Linked DNA regions of Mus musculus: all the other regions are linked to region 6. Evidence: chromatin contacts called from public promoter capture Hi-C and targeted proximity ligation data. All regions are on one chromosome and are shown on one strand. The core of a region is the stretch at or near the end of the contact, and the rest is flanking DNA. Distances in the headings are between cores, read along the strand shown. Region 1 has its middle 15 kb from the start of Ppp1r32. Region 2 holds the start of Cd6 (CD6 antigen). Region 3 holds the start of Vps37c (vacuolar protein sorting 37C). Region 4 holds the start of Asrgl1 (asparaginase like 1). Region 5 holds the start of Cpsf7 (cleavage and polyadenylation specific factor 7). Region 6 holds the start of Fth1 (ferritin heavy polypeptide 1). Region 7 holds the start of Tmem138 (transmembrane protein 138).

The links. Promoter capture Hi-C pulls out the DNA fragments that hold promoters and counts their contacts.
Region 1: a targeted proximity ligation map of pancreatic cancer cells shows a contact between it and region 6. A contact is called at or near these places in 1 of 39 promoter capture datasets (cranial neural crest), 2 of 484 Hi-C or Micro-C datasets (B cells and cardiomyocytes), 1 of 130 datasets of targeted methods (pancreatic cancer cells) and 1 of 9 other capture datasets (embryonic stem cells).
Region 2: a contact with region 6 is called in a promoter capture Hi-C map of neutrophils, with 3 times the contacts expected there.
Region 3: a promoter capture Hi-C map of pre-B cells shows a contact between it and region 6, with 2.7 times the contacts expected there. A contact is called at or near these places in 3 of 39 promoter capture datasets (cranial neural crest, neutrophils and pre-B cells) and 1 of 130 datasets of targeted methods (pancreatic cancer cells).
Region 4: a targeted proximity ligation map of pro-B cells shows a contact between it and region 6, with 3 times the contacts expected there. A contact is called at or near these places in 7 of 39 promoter capture datasets (the 3T3-L1 cell line, the C10 cell line, cranial neural crest and 3 more), 1 of 484 Hi-C or Micro-C datasets (cardiomyocytes), 6 of 130 datasets of targeted methods (the 230-238 cell line, astrocytes, bone marrow-derived dendritic cells and 3 more) and 3 of 9 other capture datasets (adipose tissue, embryonic stem cells and liver).
Region 5: a contact with region 6 is called in a targeted proximity ligation map of effector CD8 T cells, with 10 read pairs. A contact is called at or near these places in 2 of 484 Hi-C or Micro-C datasets (embryonic stem cells and uterus) and 3 of 130 datasets of targeted methods (effector CD8 T cells, memory CD8 T cells and pancreatic cancer cells).
Region 7: a promoter capture Hi-C map of erythroid cells shows a contact between it and region 6, with 2.0 times the contacts expected there. A contact is called at or near these places in 3 of 39 promoter capture datasets (cranial neural crest, erythroid cells and pre-B cells) and 1 of 130 datasets of targeted methods (pancreatic cancer cells).

Annotation. Positions count from the first base shown.
Region 1 is chr19:10,496,374-10,499,310 of GRCm38.p6, forward strand. No RefSeq gene overlaps it. Among named protein-coding and RNA genes, the nearest start is that of Ppp1r32, 15 kb to the left of the region's middle.
Region 2 is chr19:10,828,769-10,831,800 of GRCm38.p6, forward strand. Cd6 (CD6 antigen) reads right to left here and starts at 1,290. Exons shown (of 13, transcript NM_009852.3): 1 at 1,040-1,290. The coding sequence starts at 1,088.
Region 3 is chr19:10,687,249-10,690,007 of GRCm38.p6, forward strand. It overlaps Vps37c (vacuolar protein sorting 37C), which reads left to right and starts at 1,487. Exons shown (of 5, transcript NM_181403.3): 1 at 1,487-1,731.
Region 4 is chr19:9,134,150-9,136,936 of GRCm38.p6, forward strand. It overlaps Asrgl1 (asparaginase like 1), which reads right to left and starts at 1,417. Exons shown (of 7, transcript NM_025610.3): 1 at 1,366-1,417; 2 at 638-838. The coding sequence starts at 1,405.
Region 5 is chr19:10,523,778-10,526,644 of GRCm38.p6, forward strand. It overlaps Cpsf7 (cleavage and polyadenylation specific factor 7), which reads left to right and starts at 1,467. Exons shown (of 10, transcript NM_172302.3): 1 at 1,467-1,550; 2 at 2,175-2,283. The coding sequence starts at 2,230. It overlaps Sdhaf2 (succinate dehydrogenase complex assembly factor 2), which reads right to left and starts at 1,432. Exons shown (of 4, transcript NM_025333.4): 1 at 1,282-1,432. The coding sequence starts at 1,317.
Region 6 is chr19:9,981,350-9,984,049 of GRCm38.p6, forward strand. It overlaps Fth1 (ferritin heavy polypeptide 1), which reads left to right and starts at 1,297. Exons shown (of 4, transcript NM_010239.2): 1 at 1,297-1,634. The coding sequence starts at 1,521.
Region 7 is chr19:10,576,027-10,578,927 of GRCm38.p6, forward strand. Tmem138 (transmembrane protein 138) reads right to left here and starts at 1,360. Exons shown (of 5, transcript NM_028411.4): 1 at 1,058-1,360. Cyb561a3 (cytochrome b561 family, member A3) reads left to right here and starts at 1,131. Exons shown (of 8, transcript NM_201351.2): 1 at 1,131-2,057.

The sequences.
Region 1 (2,937 bases), core at 93-2,592, 520 kb after region 6:
CTGCAAAGGCAGACCTCCCACCCAAGGCTGGCTTCTGTCTTGCTGCTGCCTTTGGGGGTCAGTGGCTGAGGCCCACGGATGAGGTCTTGCAGGCCTTTTACTCAGCTGTCCTTCTCCAGTGCTCCCTGGGGTGTGAGCTGTAACTCATTCATTGATTTTTCTGTGTCTGGTACTGAGTCTAGCACACTGCTTGGGAATCAATGAAATAAGGCGCAGAGGCAAACAGTGGGAGCCTCAAGGAAAGAGTAAGCACATTCTTCTCCATCCCCAGCGTCTAGTGAAAACCATTACAGTCTATCCTCCCAATTACATTTCTGAGCATCACTCATCCTGTTTCTGCTTGGACAGGAGGCGCAGTATCTAATTCACTAGCCACTAAAACCTCCCACAGCATGACTCTGCTGAGAGATGGTTTGCATCAAGGGTCAGGGACCGTGGGTCTGGCTCAAAAGAAGGCTAGCCTTAGGCTCTCCAGCCTCAGGACCAATGCTGGCTTTTCTGCCACAGCCTTGGAGCAGGAGCTGTGATGGGGTGAAAGCCAAACTGGGGACCCTGGGGTGAGGTCCCTATGTACTTCCTGATAACACTCGACCAACCTCCTTCCCCACTCTGAGAAAAACAGCCAGCCGGTGACAGGACAACCCTGTAAGATTCAGTTTTGTCTCTGTTATTCAGGAGAGGAGGAAACACTCAAAGCAAGACGGGAATACTAATCCTTCCCTCCTGCTCCCCTCTTCCTAAGCCCAAAGGAAGTCTGAGCTCAGACTGTCAGGGAGAGCTTGGCTGCCTGTGTCCTACTTGGAGGGCTTAAGTAATTAAGTCTGCAGTGGCTGAGGCTGTGGCCATCTCTCTGTGAAAATCAACTCCCCAGGCTACTCATTATAGTTTGAATATAAAATGTCCCCCACAGGCTCATATACTGGGGGGACACCATTGCCAGATGATGGGTTTGGGGGGCTCCTGAGGACTCTGACTTCATTCCTTGTGGAGTTATTATATGATGGCATTAATTGGAGGTAGTGAAAAAAGGTGGGGCCTAGTAGGAGGAAAAAGGTCCTGGGGACATAACCAGGATGCATCTTGTTCCTTCCTGCTTCCCTCTACTGCCTGGCCGTTATGAGATGAGGTGTTGGCCCTCCGTAGCCTTTTGCTCAGGTGCTCTGCTTCCACAGCCCTGAAGTAACAGAATCAGCCAGCTGTGGGCTGTACCTTTTGAAAACATGAGCTAAAACAAACCTTGCCTCCTTTTTAATAGTGCCAGGCATCACTTGACAAGAAGTGACTAACACAGTTAGTCCTACAGGGAGCCACTGGAGGGCAGCTACACTGAGTCATCACCAGTCAGTAGCCTTCCCACAGACCGCAGATGAAGAGGAGAAAGGAGCTTATAAGCCATGCTGCAGTGTGGTAGCTCCGGGGCCGTTGCTTCCTTTCAGACCCTAGTCCTATCACTTCCTGCCTGTGACTCTGAGCAAACAACCCACCCTACCAACCTGTTATTTCCTACCAACCGGGGGAAATGGAAAACAAGGATTAAATAAGATCCACATAGGACTCTTAGCAATCTGGTGCACGGTCAGACTTAATCATTTACTATGGATGGCTACCACTGTGTCACTAGGGTGCCAAGTACCACGGTGAGCACTTCCCCTGCATTCATTCCTTTAGTCCTTACCCCCTGCACAAGGTTAGGGGGTTCAGGTTTCACATCTACAGAAGAGAAGAAGCTGGAGAAGAAATGTGGTCACAGTGACAGTTCTAGGACTCTAAGCACGAGTTCCCAAAGAACTGCTCTCAGCTTTATAGATCTGTCACGGGGATTGAACGCAAGATTTCATGCGCACTAAGGCAAATGCTCAACCACTGAGCCACACCCTTCTCTCTCCCTCCCCCAACATCTGCTCCTAACAGCTTGGTTCTTTTCCCTGTGTGTTCCAGGGTACTACAATAGGCACCTTTTTTTTTTAGGTTTAAAACAAATTTTGGTGTGTGTGTGTGTGTGTGTGTGTGTACGCGTGCGCACTCATGTGCACACCTGTGCAGGTACTCTCTAACATCAGATGAGAAAGTCAGATGCCCTGGAGCTGCCTGATGAGTGCTGGAAGCTGAACTTAGGTCCTCAGCAATTACTCTTAACTACTAAGCCATCTTTCTTTGTTGTTGTTGTTTTTGTTTTTTTTAGACAGGGTTTCTCGGTATAGCCCTGGCTGTCCCAGAACTCTGTAGACCAAGCTGGCCTTGAACTCAGAAATCTGTCTGCCTTTGCCTCCCAAGTGCTCTGAGCCATCTTTCTTGATCCAGATTTTTATTACATTTAATTATGGGTCTGAGTGGGGTATGTGTGTGAGCGCAGATGCACACTGAAGCTAGAGGTTGGCCTCCTCTGGAGCTGAGTTACAGGAAATTGTGATCTATACAACATAGGTGCTGGAAACCAAACACAAGAGCAGTAGGCACTGAGCCATCTCTCCAACCTTATTAAATACTAACAAGCTGCGTGTGGAGCACAGCCTTGTATTTTGTGAGTGCTATAGTATGCATAGGAGGTCAGAGGACCACTTGGAGGAGTCAGGTCTCTCTTTCCACCCTGTGGATCCTAGAGATTGACCTCAGGTTCCAAGGCTTGGTGGAAAACACCTTTAGCAGCTGAGCCATCCCACCCGCTTTGTAGCACACACTTGTAGTCTCAGCCTGTGGGAGGTAAAGGCGGGAGGATCAGGGGTTTAAGTTATATCAAGCTCAAGGCCACCCTGGGCTACCTGAGACCACATTTAAAACAAACAAACAAACAAACAAACAAACAAACAAACAAACAAACAGAGTCAGATGCTTTGCTGGCTAGTTACATAAAATAATGTGCCTGGCTTGCATTTTACTCTAAATCCAGGTGCAGCCCAGGACCTAGCTTTACCGTCTCATCACTGTGGATCAGAATTC
Region 2 (3,032 bases), core at 40-2,539, 850 kb after region 6:
TGTCAGGCCTCTTAAGAGAGGCAGAGGTGGTGGCACTGATGGATAGGAAGAAGCAGAAGGCCTTGCCGTCGGCCTGAGTAGAAGGAGGCTGAGCTCCGAGAGCCAGTGCTTTGGAAACAGCTGGTCAAGAAAGGACAGCAAAAGCCCAGGCCTCTACTGGGCAAAACACATGCCAATTAACACCAGGGGACTTGGATGAAATGCCTGAAGATCCAGACAGAAAGAAGACACTTCAGAACTCCCCGAGTGCTCATAACCTCTGACCAGCTTTATGTCCCCATCCCTCTGCCTGGGCTCCCCTTCTGTAAGGCAGACCTAACTCCTTAGACCCTAAGTCTGTTTCTATACCATCTTCCTACCCTGAAATGTGAATGCCTGCCATGTACAGGGATTCCTGAGTCTCTGTGTATTGCCTGTTTCTGCTAGCTTGGCCTGTGCACTCTATCAAGTATCTGGCGACCTTGGGCCTTTGCTCCAGAACCCTAGTCCAGACTATGCAAGACTACTTCAGCACTTAGCAGCTCAGGAACTCAAAAGCCTTCTTGATCATTTGTGTCTCAAATTCATCCAAGAGGTTGAACCGAAGTCACTAAGAGTGAAGTCCCCTGGGTCTCCCTGGATTCTGTCTCTGGTCCTGGTGAACCCCACTCTGGGACTTAACATGGAAAATACTGATGCTGGCTGGTCCTCCCTCTCAAAGGAGTCGTTCCTTCCTTCCTGTGAGATGGTAAGAAGGTGGGAGAAGCGGGTGCTTCCTGCACCTATGGATGCGTGGGGAGCTCCTTCCTCAGACCTAGGCCCCAAGTCAGGCATGAGGTTCGTTCACCTCACTCCCAGGAGGCCTTTTATGATGAGAGCATCATCCGGCCCTTTAAGGGGTCCCTGCGTCACCTCAAGCCCCAAGCTGTTGTCACACCAGGATGGTCTTAGGTTAAAAGGCTCTACAAAGGTGGCCATGAGGAAACAGCTAGCAAGGGGCCAAGCAGACAGAACCCGGGTCCCCTAGCACGAGCTGTAGGAGGTGACAGAAGAGATCTACCTGAGAGAACTGCTGTCAGCAATCCAGCGATCCCAAGGAAGAGCCACATGTCTGGTGCTGTCTCCACTGCTACTCACGCCTGCCCATAGGAAGTGCCATCCTGGTTCCGGGAGACGGTTGTGCCACCGATGGCTTGTCTCACCCGTGGTGCCCTTTCTGTTCTTGTTCTCAGTGCCCTGTGTGCTGCGCACTCTCTCTCCTACACACAGGCCCAGCCTGTGAGTGTCTCACGCCTCTACCTTCTGCTTGTGGTTTTGGTCTCCAGGAAGCCAGGCTGTTGTAACAGGGGTGCTGTTACAGGGCTGTTGGGGTGGGGGAGCCAAGCTACCTTCCATAAGCCCACCAACCAAAGTGAACCCTAAGAATCACAGAGGCCATGTCCAATGAACGCATCCCTGAGGGTCTTCCAAGAAAGACAAAGAGGCTGTGCCTTCTTTCCTGGACACAAAGAGACAGCTCATTCCCAGAGATGCTCTAGTAACTGGTGCTAGAAGAGTGAATTAATGCGCCCCTGCTGCCCCTCCCACAGAATCCAGCTCTCATGGGGTTGCATTCCAAGGTTTGTGTTGTCCTTGGGAATGTGGTGACTAAGAGGCAGGAGGACAGAGTCTTGATGGACTCTTCTTTTGCGTGTGTGTATCGAGGGGTATGTCAGGTGTGCCGTGTGTAGTGTGTGTGCGTGTATGTGTATATATGTATGTGTGTGAATATGTGTGTGTGTGTGTTCATTCATGTGTGTGTATGTTTGTGAGAGAAAGTATGTGCATGTGTGTGCATGTGTGTGCAAGTGTGTGTGTGAGCATATGGTATGCGTAGTGTATATGCACATGTATGAATGTGTGTATCTATGTGTGTGTATATTTGTGCGTGTGTGTGTGTGTCTGTGTGTGTGTGTATGTAAGTTTGAAGCTGATGTCAGAGTAGTCTTCTTCAATTCAATTGTTCTCTGTTATTTATCGAGGTTGGGTCTCTCACTGTATCTAGAGCTCCTGATTCCACAAGTTTAGCTCGCCAGCTTACGCTGGAGGTCCCCATCTCTGCCTCCTAAGTGCTGGGATCTCAGGAGGCTGCCATACCTGCAGGGCTTTTGTGTAGGTCCTGACAGTCTGAGCTCTGCTTCTCATGCTTCTTTGGCAAACTACTGAACCATTTCCCCAGTCCTGGGGTGCACGTAGCAAGGGCCTAAGCTTTTCCAAAGGAAACCCCAAAGAATAGGGGGTCTCAGAGAAGGACTCCCCCCCACCTCCACGTGCCCCAACCCAGGTGGGAGTTGCACAGAGGTGCCAAAGAATCTGGATCCCATCTTTGAGGACTGCTCGCTGTTTGTGTCCTGGGCAAGAGGGCAAGCGGAGTTTCAGCAGATGGCTGTGCAGGGAGGCTGCTGGGGAAGGAAAAGATTCGGGAGGAAAGGGCTAGAGCGGGAAGGACCAGGCTGCCTAGGCGTGCTGAACCAGGCTAGAAAGTAGACTGTGCATTTAGCTCACCAATGAGCCCCCCCTCGTAACACATAGTAGGTGTTAAATAGGTTTTGTTGAGAGAATGTGGGAATGGATAATTTGTCTCTAAGCAGAACCCTAGAGTCTAGAAAGAGACTGGTTCCAGATTCCAGCCATGCCTCATACAACATTTTTTGGTACTCCACTTCCTCCATTCTAGCTTGTTTTCATTTCTCCACTTGTGTAATGGAGAGGATTTCTCCCACTAGTAGGAGTGTCCCACCAGCTGAGGGGGATATCTGATGTGGCAAATTGGGAAGCCATAGTGAATCAGGCTCCTCCCACAGTGAGACCCCGCCCATCTCAGAGGGAGAGAGGGACAGGACTCTGTCCTGGTACCGGCTGAGGGCGCCCTCTAGTGAAGAGTGTCTGGCAACACAAAGGGCCCCGGGGCATAGGCAGTTTTGTCGGGCTTCCAGATTCCACTCCACTCATCTCTGGAGGCTTGGGAGTGTCACTCCAAGGGAAGAAAAGAGATGAAACAACTTCCCTGCTTT
Region 3 (2,759 bases), core at 237-2,736, 710 kb after region 6:
TGTTGGGTGGCCCCCAAAGGTAGCACCTCAAGCAAGTCACCTGCAGGCACAGCTGTCGTCTGTCCTGATTCCTTTTGTAGTAGCTGTGCTAGAGGTAGGGGAGAGTGTGTGTGTGCAGGGCCTGGGTTGTGTCTCCAGCACAGCATAACACTGTGCACTTGCCAGGTAGAGGTGAGAGCTTACTCTTGACTACTTTGAGAGTTCTAGGACAGCACAGGGGACTTGAGACCTGAGTACCCAGGGACCCCATGAGGTAGTAAAGGGGAGGGAGTTCTGACCAATGGGGACAATGATGATCATTTTAGATCTAGAATATGAAATAGAAAAAGTGGGAGATCTTGATGAAATTCGATGACCCAAAAGAGAAACTTACAAGATGGAAGTCCCCCCTCAAAAATAAATAAATAAATAAATAAATAAAATTGCAACTCTGTTGACTGATTAGAACTTCTTGATTGTGGAAAGCTGGGATGTTACAGGGTCCAATTAACTGATAATTATTGTTATTCTCCTTAATAAATGTTGCTCACTTCTGTGCCTTACCTCATATCAATGTGATTATCGGGTAAACCTTTTGGGATGCACTAACTCAGCAGACCCCAAAGCTAAAATGTAATCAAATAGCACCTCAGACCCAAACAGAGATTTTCCCTAATTTCTCATTACCCACTGGCCTGATGGTCCCAGCAATGTATTTGTAAAATGCCTTGGGGTAGCCTTATTCTGTTACTGTACAGACTTCACAAAAGCACTTTTACATTGGAACATGTTATTTAAGGCAACCTGAACCTGTGTCCCATGTCATGGTCACTCTTTCTTGGCTCTCTCCTTCTCTTTGAGGTGAGATCCATTTTGGGTGGACAGAAGTCAGAGTCAAGTGAAGGTGGAGGCCTCTGACACTGAGCCTGGTATCACTTAGGGCCTTTGGACTTCTCGTTGTATGACCCAGCAATTACCATTTTGAAGAGGCCAATTTGTGCTGGTCTCTGCCACTAGCAACAAAAGTTCTAATGTATAACAAAGGGTGGCAGGGTTTTCTTAGGCTGGAAGCTAATCTAACCACTGCAGCCAAAGTGGAATGGCGTTCACCTCTCAGGGCTGGTTTGTTTCCATCCCTTCCTGAGGCTTGTCACTCTGGGCGAGTGAGGATGGATCAAGTCTGACGCTTACACACTCATCTACAGACGAGTAAGAGCAATCTACGGTCCTGACAAAGGGTGATTTTTTAGGAAAGCTCAGAGCTGTTAGCAGTGTCTGAAGGGGACTCAGGACCGCAGCCATTCTAGTCCTGAGGCCAAACTATAAAAAGGAGTGTGCGCAGCAGGCCGGGGATACCGTGGTGCAATAAGAGCCCATCTGGAGCCTCCCTTTGGAAGTTCCACGCTTGTCTCAGGATATTCAGAGCAAACGAAGGGACGCCTGCAAGTCTGCGCAGGCGTACTCGCAATGGGCGGAGTCCTACGGCGGGGGCGGGGCTAGGGGTGGTGCCTTCCCCCGCGCGGGCGGGGCCGAGTGGCCTTCCGCGGGTGTGGCGCCTGAAGCCACCAGCGTCTGAGTGCAGGTATCGTGGCCACCCCTAGGCCTACAAGGCAGGACACTCGGGGCGCGGCGGAGGGGCAGTGCGGCTCGTTCTCAGCTGGACGCGGGAGTAAGTCACATCCGGTAGAGGCGGGGCTCGTGGATCCCGGAAGTGCGGGCAGCGGCTGATTGCCCGCGGTAGCGGCGGCCCCGGTAGGTGAGCGCCGCTGGGGAAGGTCTCGGGCGGCGGCGGGCAGCGGCCTACCGTGCCGGGGGCGTTGCCGGCGAACTCAGAGATGGGTTTCCTGGCCGAAGCCGGCGATTGGGCGCGATGGGCGCGTGACTCCCCGCGGGCCTGCGCCCCTGCAGTGGGGTGGGAGGGATGGACGGTGGGAGGCTGTCCTCGCCGGTCGCCTCAGCCCCGCCCCCTCCCACCTATCCGCTAACGCCACGCAACCCTTCACCCTCTGTAGGAGTACCTTGTGGCCTTTGTGTCATTAAGAGCCTCTTTGCCCCTTGTACGGATTGGGAAACTGAGGCCTGTGTGTATTCTGACTTGCCCCTGCGATATAGTGGAGTTAGAGGGACTCTGGCCTTTGTCTTGCTGGCCTGTATCATTCCCCAGGTTAGCAATAGGTAAGGGTTCTTCCCCTTTCTTCTGGACCCCGACTTGAACTGTCCAGCATGGCTGAGCCATCCTTACTTCTGGGCCTTCCAGGTGTATGGTCCCAGCATGTGCCTGGTTCTGCTTTGTTTCTCCCCTCACAGCCGTTTAGGGGTGTTCTTTCACTTTTTTTTGGTGGGCCAAGACATTCCCAGAGATGTGTTTGAGTTACTGGTAGAGTGGACTATCATCAGGGTCACATTTCTTGAGTCCAGCCTATACCTTGTCAATCAGATTTGGGCTAGCCACCTTGAGCCAAGAAACTTCACGGATACCAGGGCTCCTTCATCGCTCCCTGCATATTTTCCAGGTGTCTCTACCAATAGCGTGCCACTCCACATTCAGTGACTGTCAGTCCTGCAGCTAGAAATGGTGGTGATAGAGGGACTTAGAAGGGAAAGACTCTTCTTTGCTTGGGGCCCAGGGAGGGCCCTGATCTGGGGATTGTGGAACTGAGGGCTGCTGGGTGAAATGGTGGACTCTGAAATGAGTCTTTGTTCTTGGCAGTCATAGTGCCCAGAAAAAAAAAAAAGCCTTTTTCGTAAGATTGTCTTGGAAATCTGGCCCAGTGCCTTTG
Region 4 (2,787 bases), core at 167-2,666, 850 kb before region 6:
TCTAGAAGATGAGAGGGGCTGTAAATCTCAAATTCCCACTTAGGGCTTGGTCTGTAAAATGATCAGTCTCCACCTAGAGACCTATCCAGAGTCAATTTTCTAGTCAGAAGATGATTAGTGACTTTACTGTTTAGCAGGGACCGGATATTATAATAAAAGATTCTCCCAGCATCTGTTTCAAGATTTTTGAGCTTAATTTGGGGGAGGCAGAGAAAACACACAGATGCAGAGGGGTAGAGGGAGGGAATGTACACACAGGTCTCAAAGCCGAAATGGCTACATTTTATGGTATGTAGAGTCTACCTCAAGACCCACAAATACCAAAAGTCTACACCTGTAAAGCCAGCACTTGGAAGGCTGAGGCTTGAAGATGGTTTCAGGCTATGGAGGGCTCTCCAACAAGATGCCTGGCTTTTAGTATTGAATTCTTAGGGGGCAGGCTATATAAAAGGCGAATTAACAGACTTAAAAAAAATTCTCAAAACAAGTTGCTTAGTGCAAAATGAGGAAATTCAGCACTGCATCTTGCTCTAGAGTATTATTTGACCACAAAGCCAGTCAGACTGAAGGATACCGCGTCGGTGTGGACAGGAACTTGCTCCGATTTGGCATTATTCACCTGGCAAGCATAATTTACCTGCGTTGAACTCTGGGTCGTTTTCCAGGACAGTCACGGCTCCTTCCACAGCATCTACCGCGCTCCCTCCCGCCTTGAGGATTTTGTAGCCCTCGGTTGCCGCTCTGGCGATGCCCTCGCGCACCAGCTCTTTCCGGTTGGCTGAGATGTTGCTTGCTCCGCCACCATGGACTACCACCACGAGACTCACATCGATGGAGGCTAGGCATCAGGAAGAGGCGAGTGTCATTTTGTACCGGTCCAAGGGAACCAACTCAAGTGAGCAGCAGCGTCAAAGTTGTTTCCGTTCAGTGTCGTCCGTCCCCCCCCCCCCCCCCCCCCCGCTCAGTGAGAGTTTTGTTACAAAACCCCAAAGCGACCCAAGCCTCCCAGCATTCCTCCCCATGCTCTCCCACTCCGACCTGGCAGGGGCATCTGTGGCTCAGAAAGCCTGGTGTCAAGACTCCGAGCCTGCGCTTGTGCCACAGCGCTACCCCTCAGCCTCAGTTTCCCCAGAGAACACCAGCCTCTATTTCGGCGCCAGTACTGAGGTCGCATGTATCAGAGCTCCAGCCCTCCTCCCAGGAATCTCTCTGTGCCTCAGTTTCCCGGGGTCCGTGCTCTCTGTTCCAGTTCACTCCACCTAGGGTCCGGGGTACCCTGAGGACTGGACTTCCCCACGTCCTTCGGACCTGAGCTCCTCGTCTCTGGTAAATCCTACATTTTTGTTCTTGTTTCTTTTCCCATACCTCGGACTGGCGGCGCCACGGTGCCGCGGGCGCACGCCATGATGTCAAACTGGCCAAGCCACCAGGCAGCAAACCGCTCCGCCTGCAACCGCTCTGCAGGCAACGGTTCCGCGCTTGCGCACGAGGGTGGGGGCCCGGGGCGCTGCTGAGTTACCGTAAAGCCCCGGGGTCCCTAGCGCTGCGCACCAGCCTTCCGGGACTCCAGATCTAGAATAACATTGCTTTTCTACTTCCCTAGTAGCACGCGGGACCCTTTGTCTCCTTTGCCTTGAAATTATCGCATGCTCTTAAGTCTTGCTAGTTAGAATGCTACATTAAAACCTTTTCCCTTTAAGTTCCCCATCTTAATCTTTCGGAAGAGAAGAAAATAAAGTATACCTCTGCCTCTAATTTGACAGATTCTGTTCATTAGACACTCTGAGAGCCCAGAAATCCCAGCTCCTCTCCTCCTCTAAGTCTAGGGATGCCAGCTCTAAATCCTTTCATCTCTCAGTGCCCTCTTTTTGTTGACATTTCTTCTTTCCTTGCTTCCAGCAGTTGTGGCGGCAGGGGTAGAAGACCAAACACTTCGTATTCACCAAAGGGATCCTAGAGTCTAGTTTTGTTCTGATAGTCAAAGAGGGAGAACAGATGCCAGTGACATCTACAGGTTTCTGTAGCAGTGACACCTAGGAAGAATGCCCTGCTTTATTATGTAAAGCAATTTTACTTGAATTATGAGTTTGTTTTTTTCTCACAACCTTTGTTTTCTAATTTTAAATTTACTGAAGCAATATTTTATTTTCGTTATCAATCGCTTTGTACTGTTTATTGGCTAGATGAGTTGGTGTCAAAGATAGACTTTCATTTTGCAAGTCCTTCTCTCTTTAAGGTGGGGCAACCCAGGCTCATATGTTAATGAAAAGGGCTGACCTTGTGTAAGACTTCCCAACCATTACTTCTGTAGACCTCAATAAACCTCAATAAAGATGGCTTCAAATGGTCAGGACCCGGTGGGTAAGTGCCAATTTTCCTAATATTTTTTCTTGTTTCCATCTTACCACCAACTAGAGAAAAGTTGTATCTGATTCCCCTAACCATCACAAAGGGCCATCTTTTCTAGTTAGTCTATCCCTAGCTTCCCTAGGCCAAGAGCATCCAAACAGGACACAGCCTGTTTCCCCATAGAGCCCTTTCCTACCCGTTTGCCTGCTTCTGAGTCTCTACCAAAACCAGTGGCTGGTTGGTTCCTTTGCATTAGCAAGGTTTGAGTAGATTTGTCTTGTCCTCATTGGGGTGGGTTTCATTTATTGTGTTTATTTGCTACATAATTAGAGATTTCTGCTTGAAGAAAGATCATATGCAAAAGAGATGTTGGAGAAGGGACCAGCCTTTGATTCTGGAAACCAGAGCATCAGGTCTGGTATTACCCAGTCTTGGTTG
Region 5 (2,867 bases), core at 217-2,716, 540 kb after region 6:
TATGGTTAATGTTCTAGAACATGGGGGTTGGCATTGCCGAAGGGACTGGTTGGTTTCTGTTTTGAACAACTTGCAACACTAACCAGCATACTCTAAGAAGTCCAGTAGCCACTGAGAATAAGAGAGCAGAGCAACCAGCTGGTCATGGTGCCTCATGACTGTAATCCACGCACTTGAGAGGCTAGATCAGAACTACTATGAAGCTGAGGAGTTTTAGTACCTAAAAAACAGGGTAGCAAGGAAGGAGGAGGGAACACTGAACAACTTAAAAGAGTGTTAACAAAACTACAGCATTGCAGAAACACCGACACACTTAAAACACCCTCCTCTGGCCTTCATGGGCACCTACACACATAGTATGCATAAACTCACAAAGGCAGATAAACACATGTACATACTTTTTTAGTCTAAAAAAAAGAATAAGAAAAGAAAATGCGATTGCCTAGCAGGCAAGGCTCTGGGTTTGGTGCTTAGCACAAACAACAAAATTGTCATATGTGATATAAAGAATATTACATAGTATTAAGGAGTTAGCAGTAAAGTATAATAATCATAAATATATGTGGATCTAATAGAGCACTCAAATATATGGAAGAGACACTTGACAGAACTGGTGGGGGAACACAACAGATTTTAATGCCACATTTTAATAAGGAATAGAATATATAGATGTCGGAATCAATACTAGACAACCAGAACAATACTAATTTAAGAATATTTAACTGAGATATACAGGCATTCCACACAAGAGATCATACATTCCTCTCAAATGTACAGATAATTATGCCCAGGAGATCACAAGTTGTCAAAAAACATGTCTTGATAAGTTTAAGATAAACCATACCAACTAGCTTTCAACACTACTGGAATAAAAACGGAAAATTCTCAAACATTTAAAACCAAGATGAGACAGGAGAATTACGAATTTGAGGCCAGCCTGAGTAACAAATTAAAACCGGCTTTTAAAAGGGAGACGGGGGAAGAAGCTCAAGAAAAGCTAGGAGGCTTTCGGGGGAGGTTCGGTAACTGTTCCTGGTATGCGTTGAGTCTCACACGGTGACTGGCCACCTAACCACATATTACCCAGTATTCTCACTCGAGCACACCGTGGGCTCAGGAAAGAATGGAAAATTCCCTGCATGATCGGCTCCAGCCTGCGCCTCGCCTTGAGGGGACCATTCCCTGGTCTGTGGGGTAGGTGAACTCTCCCTACAGTCTCCACGGCACAGAGGAGGACGAAACAGTCTTAGCTGCAGCCCGCCCCGAACCCGGCTCTCTCACCCGCGCCAGCGTCGGGATCAAGGTGACCACCGCCATCTCTCTCTTATAGCACAGTAAGCTGGCAACCGGGCCACTTCCGGGAATTCCGGGCGGTCGATCTGAGGACTTCAGCGGAGGTGGACCCCAAGCCGGAAGGCGCAACCGAGCGTATGGCGGAAGTAGCGGTGCGTGTGACGCCGCCGGTGGGGGGGGGGCGGGACCTGGGGCGGAGAGCGGTTCGCGCGCTTCGGGCCTAGTCGGGACTCTCCGCGGCCGCCGCCATATTCCCGGTAACGGGGGCGCGCGGCCCGGGGCCGGCGGGGCCGGAAGGAGGGCGGGGGCCGGCGCCGCGGAAGGGAGGGGGTCGGTTGGGGTGGCGGCGGCGGAAGACAGCGGGTGGAGGGAAGCGCGGGCCTCTGAGGGAGGGGCTGAGGTCCTGGAGCTGTGGGAGGGAGCAGGGCAGGCCTAGCCTAGGGCGAGGACAGGGCCCCGTTGGTGTGGAGGCGGCGGGAGCTTCCGGGCCCGCGGGGGCTCCGGCTTGGGACGCCCCCTGGGCCTAGCAGGTGCGACGGGCTGAGCTTGCGGCGTTCGCCGCGGTGGTTCACAGCGCGGCCTGAGGGCCCTCTCAGGAGTCGAGGCCCGGACTTGGCGGTGGCGCCATAGGCAACTACGGGCGCCGACTCGGAGCACCTCGGGTCGGGCCCGCGGGTGATGGGCAGCGAGCTCCGCGAGCCCGAGCGGCCTGGGAGAGCTGGGGGCGGCGCGAGGCTGGGGGCGGGGCAGAGCGGGTGGGGCCAGGCTCCCGGCCGCCGGGATGCTGCGTCTTGGGAGACTAGAGCTTGTTGACCCTTGCCCTCCTCCCAGCCTGGGACCCTTGTGCCTTAAAATTTTTTACCCTTTTCTGAATACCGTAGTGGCATCTTTCTTACTTTGTCGGTTCTCCGGGCTCGAGAGCGTATTTCCGGAGCCATGTCAGAAGGAGTGGATTTGATTGATATATACGCTGATGAAGAGTTCAATCAGGTGAGAGGAATTAGCAGCAGTTTTGGGGTTTCTTCCATCAATCTACTGGCAGTGGTTTCTCTCTCAGCTCAAAATAATTCCCTGTAATATCGAAGCGTTTCCCCCTAGCGGTGGCTTTGAAGACGACTGACCATTCCTCTTTAGGTTAATTTGAACCTCCAGGCTTCAATTTTAAAGGGCTTGCTTTAAGAGCAAATAAAAACCCAAGTGTAATAGTATGGTGAATCAGCCTGTGGAATTCTTTCCCCAAGTCATTTCAAAGTTGAATGACTAACCATAATTAAAAATGAAAATTACATTTGTTGTAGTACTGCGGAGATAATTTCGATGCTTGTTACTTTGCTGTTCTCTCAACTTGTGGCTCGAGCATGTTGGTCCCTCCCCCTGCTTGGTCCCCTCCCAATGGTGTACCATGAAATTACTTTAAAAGCCACAGTATACCAACTGCTTTAAAGGTGGAATTCCAGTGCCACTCCAAGTGTTTCAGTCTTTTTAAATAGCTTGACTGTCCTTTTTGAGAAGTCTCTGGGCATCCATTCGTATGGATGGAAGGAAGAAAGGTAAAAACCATTGAATAAACTAGT
Region 6 (2,700 bases), core at 47-2,546:
TGACTCCAGGATATTTATCCAGAAGCATCCTGCAGCTAGATTACCACTGAAATCTTTCCTGAAAAGAACATATATAACGTGTAGTTTTAAAAGACTAAGTACTAGTAATGTATTTCAGTAGACGTACCTTAAAAGGGGGGAAGAGGGTTATAATCCCAGCTCTCTGACGAACCAGCCTGGCTTACACAGAGAGTCCCTGGCCAGTCTGGGTTACTGATCCAGTAACTTTGTCAATCTTGCTTCAAAACAATAACAACAAAATCGAAGTCCAACTTCCAGTTTTGAGAATATGAACAGCATCTGCTGGTTCTCCACCTGTGTTAAAGACTAGACAAGGCTGAGCACAAGTGGATGTGGATGGCAGGGCCTAGCAAGACGCAGTGGCTAATCTCTAGTTCTGCTTGCTATCCAAGAATTCGCACCCATTTTGAAGCTGGGCCACAGCTACAAGATAGACACAGTTGGCTTGTCCCTCTGCAGTTTCCTGCACCTGTCACCTGCCATTCTGCAAGCATCAACTTCACTCCAAGGACAAACCCAAAGGTTACTGAGAAAGATAAAGGAGACCATTTTGAAACAGACACACGTAGGTCACTTCTTTACTTTTCTAATCCAGAGACGTCTCTTAATTTCAAGCATCACCAGGGGCTTTCTCAGAAACCTAAATGGTTTGGCCCCAGGATTGCCCTATAGACAGACGGCTGTTGTCCTGCTCTAAGGAGAAATGCGCCTTCTTAGCCTTTGTTTTTTCAACTGTTCTCAGAGCCATGTTTGCCTTAGCAAAAAGCCGGGGTTGCTTGAGTCAGAAGAACAGGGTAGACCCTAACCTCCTCGCCAATAGTTCCCCTACTCCTCCTCTGAGCTTCTCTCCACAGATTCTGAAGGAGGGAAAGCCGCTCTTTCCCAGTCCAACTTATATGTCGTTCGCCATTTACAGCGCCACGCTTCCATTTTCCTATTTGTAAGACGAAGTCGCTGTCTGGTGTATGTCACGACTAACAACACGCACTTTGCCTAGAGTTTAGGGATATCCTGTGAGAATTGAAAATCATCCTCATCGGTACCCTCTGTGCCCATCTGGGACCCAGATGCCTCTGCAGTACGGCTAGATCCAACTACGCCCGCCCCGGGCCACAGAAACAGCGCGCTTGTTGCCAGGCACCGCTCTTGCAGAAGCTCAGAGCCCCTTGCGTCGCCTCACACTCACACAGGCTCCTCCCCGCCCGCGCCCTGCGGGTTTGGGCAACACGCCCACAGGAAGAGGCGGGGCGGCGCGGCCCGCTGCGCTGATTGGCCAGCGCTCGCCTGACGCAGGATCCCGCTATAAGTGCGGCCCGCTGTCCCCTCCTGCGCCAGACGTTCTCGCCCAGAGTCGCCGCGGTTTCCTGCTTCAACAGTGCTTGAACGGAACCCGGTGCTCGACCCCTCCGACCCCCGCCGGCCGCTTCGAGCCTGAGCCCTTTGCAACTTCGTCGTTCCGCCGCTCCAGCGTCGCCACCGCGCCTCGCCCCGCCGCCACCATGACCACCGCGTCTCCCTCGCAAGTGCGCCAGAACTACCACCAGGACGCGGAGGCTGCCATCAACCGCCAGATCAACCTGGAGTTGTATGCCTCCTACGTCTATCTGTCTATGGTGAGTGCGGCCTCCTCAGGGCCACTTGGGGAGCCGGCGGAGGGTGGGTCGGGGCGTGGCCTGCTGCGGGCTTCCCCGCCTTCCAGCGCCCTTCTGGAAAATGGAGTTTGTTCGGGGTTCTTTCCTAAGGCAGGCAGCCCTGCCGTGGCAAGTCTGAGCACATAGCACCTTGTGGCTCCTGCATAGATCAGGCATGTCATTACACCACTTTTTTTTGAAGCCTTAGGGCAGTACGACTGTCAGCCTGGCCAATCAACCCTGCAGTTAGGTGCATTTTCTGCACGCTCGTCCCCTCCGATCACGTGGCCTACAAGCTTCTCTGTTTGGTTATGCATCCTGCTCCAGTTCCTCCTGGAGTATGGCGGGTCTGCTTGGTCATGGTGTCGAGTGGCAGCCTTGGGGCCTGGTGTAAAGAGGCTTATCTCTTGTGAGCTTACTCTTGTCCCCTTCAAAGCAGCCGCCTCCACCTCTCTGCTTATCACAGAGCCTCACTTGCATTGAAACTTATCGCTAGGAATCTCCCCTTCTGTAGTTATCAGTGTCACCCCGACCTTGCATTTACAAGGCATCATGTTACTGTATTTTTCTTATTTTGCATGAGTGTGGCTTACTAACAAGTGGTAGGTACATACTTGTTGGGAAAAGCCTGCTATCAATTGCTGGACAAGGAAGTTTTCCATGTAATAGTTTCTGAAAAACAGGTTTGGGGAAGGCCTGGACTTTGAAACAGGTCCAACTTCTGTGGCTGTCATTCCTGGAATATGAATACACTGAGTGCTTAAAACTGAAAATCAAAGCTTCTCCTAATATATTTGTGCTAAAATGCAATGCCCTCAATTGTTAACAGGGCATGATGCATTAATTTTATAAATCAGTGGTTGTTTGTAGAGCTGGAAGCCTTGTGACCTTGTGTTAGCTACTTTTTACATGATTGGTGAAGGAGGAGAAAAATGGCCTCCCAATGCAGGATACTCTAGCACCCTACCTCTTAGACAAGTAGATTTGGGCTTGGCTTAAATTTTTTTCTCTGCACTAATACCGAGCCGTAGAACACTTGATAAAGCCA
Region 7 (2,901 bases), core at 110-2,609, 590 kb after region 6:
AACTCTAACCAAGAATATTTAGGGTTACTACAGAGCAGTGACAGCCTGGTCACATAATAGTAGTAATGGTAGTAAATAAAACCCTTATATATTTCATGCAACACTCTAGGAACTGTTTCAATCACAGATGTTATTAAAATCTTATAATAACCTCATAAGGTAGAAAATCAATTCTTATTTCCCTCAATTCCTAGATGAGAAAACTGAGGCTCAGCAAAGGTAACTAATTAGACCAAGATTCCACAGCTGGTAGGTGGCAGAGTGGTATTCTAAGAGGCACTATACAACCAGCCTATTTCATAATTTATAGAGTGCTATCTAAGTAGGTGAGAAATATGTCCTCATAGAAATGGACAGTGTCACATACAGAAGGAGTTGAGAAGACAAAGTACTCTCCTAGAGGAACTTTATAAAGGTTATGACAGAAACACTGAGGCAGCAAGTGAGGGGAGCATATTTATAACTTTACTTGATCCCTGGACTTGAAAAGCAGCCATTTTAGTGCATATAACCCTCATTTTGCAAAGGTTCTGAGGGGTCCGGAACCCGTCCACCTTCCGCGGTGGAAAAGCCCCGTGGTTTTCTTTTCTTTTCTTTCTCTCTCTCTCTCTCTCTCTCTCTCTCTCTCTCTCTTTAAATATATGAATGTAACTTCTCTGGGCTTGAGTTTTCACACAATATCTCTCTAGGTACCAGCGCCATGATAATCTTGTTAACCAAGAGAATTTACTTTAATCCTCATAACAATCTGCAAGGTAGGAAAGAATTATCCCCTGGCTATAGGCAAGGACGCATAAATAGAGTCATTTCCTCCAGCTCGCAAATGAGTAGAGTCAAACGCACCACTTGGTAAGGCTCTACCAAGGGCATCCGTTAGGCAGAAACGCCCCTCGCTCTGGCTACGCGGTCGAGCACCCTCCAGTTTAACACGGTTTTCCTCACCAGTCCCAATCCGCTCACAGACCGAAAGGCCTCGGCAAAAGACTCATAGCAAAAGCAATAGCAACACAAAATTCTGACTTCCAGCCACTCTATGATCCCCAGCATCTACACGCACCTCAAGGAACCGACGTCGGTTGTCATGGGAACACTCGCTCGGCTTCCGGAAGCTGGCTTTAAATTCCGGAAGTAGATTGCTAATTGCCCGCCATGTTAGGGTCTTTGCTTTCTCAGGCTCTCCCTGTGACCGGTTCTTCTATCTTGCCTCGCTGAGGGCCGACCCTAGCGTGAGGTTGTTAACCCCAGCATTTCACCTGTCTCTGGACGGGGTCTGTGGTTAGAGACAAGGCTGATAGGACGCAGCGCTCCTAGGAATCGGACCGCTCAGGAACGCGCCCCTTAGCTTGCAAACCCCATTTCCCAGACGCCCCAGCTCACCCCCGGAAGTGGCCGAGCCTATAAAAATCTCACTTAGCGCCCTCTGTAGCGGATGCCGTGGTCTGCAGACTTGCTGGAAAGTCAGTTCTCCGAGGTTCAAGAGGAGCCTAGGGAGTGGCAGCTCTCGCTGACCGGCGGGTCCCAGAGACCTGCCCCCAAGGTGTCCCACTGTGTGGCTAAGGGTGGGATAGAACCCGGGCTGGGAGAGCCGGGTTATGGGTTCCAGTGGTGGTTCCGCCGCTTCCTTGCTTCGCTCTGTCTTACCTCGGCGTTCAGCCTATTTTTCCTCGTAAGAATTGGACACTTTTCCGTGCCCCTTCCATACCGCAGGTGGTGTTCGTAGAGGCTCTCACGCTTTTCAAAAGGCGTCTCATCTAAGACTTGCTAGAACCAACCTGACTAAAGGAGTCACCGTCATACCCCCCTTGCACCTGGAGTAAATCTGACTGTCCGAAGGACGAAGGACCGGTCTGTGAGCACTTGTGCTAAGGTGGACTTTATTCACACTCCTGAGTGGAATATTATTTGTCACTCACTCCTGAGTCCTGCCGTTTGGAGGGGCTGCCTTTGGAAATGAGTTCTGGGAACTGAACACAGGAACTGGGTGCCTGTACCAGGCTTGCCATTTGCCTGACCGAGTTACTCTTCTTTGGATCCCGGCGCTGCAGTACTTTTGAATTGTAAGATGCAGGTTTATAGGATTTGCACTCTAAATCTGGTCCCCAGAATTCTTAGTGTCCCTCCGTCTTTGAGGAGGAAACAACTAACTCTGCCCTTTGGTCTTTTTGTTTGTAGCTCTAACTTCTAAAAGTAACTGTGTTTGGAGTACAGCCTTTTCCTGAGAGTAATGGAAGGTTCACTTCTTAACCCAGGGACTGATTCTGTTTTAGCTCAGCCTATGAGAATCCTTTAGCCAGTGAATTGAGGAAAACATTAAATAGAGGTTCGGTACACTTCTTAAATCAAGGTAGATAAACTACACCCCATACATCTAACCCTGAGTGGCTTTTACATATTTAAACTATTGGGGCAGAGGGATCATATTGTGTGAAATGTGAAAATCATGTAAAACTTAGACATCAGTGTCTGTGGTGTTAACGAGGCACAGCCATGCTCATTTGTTGAGATACCCTTCCTGGCTACTCTTATATTACACCAGCCAAGAATGAATATAGTTGTGACAGAGGCTTCAAGCCCAAACAGCCTAAAGAGTCTGTGGACTCCCTCCTTGAGCATGGGGCTCAGCCAAGCAAGGACAGGAGACCCGGCAGTGGTGAGCATGTCTGGTGTCTTAGTACAAACTGCTCTCTCAGTGCAAGTGAGAGCGTAGTCTCAGCCTTTGCCTGCGTTCTTTTCCTTGCTTTTGCTATTTTAGGAAAAGAGAGGGCTTATTTGTGAACTGTAGACAGCAATGTAACTAACTTTCCGGCCTTCTGTCAGAAAAGTGTCCCATCTGTTCTAAGCCTGTGGCAAAGTGCTAGTCCAGGACTTGTAACTGGAGTGATGCGGGTTGGTTTGGAATGT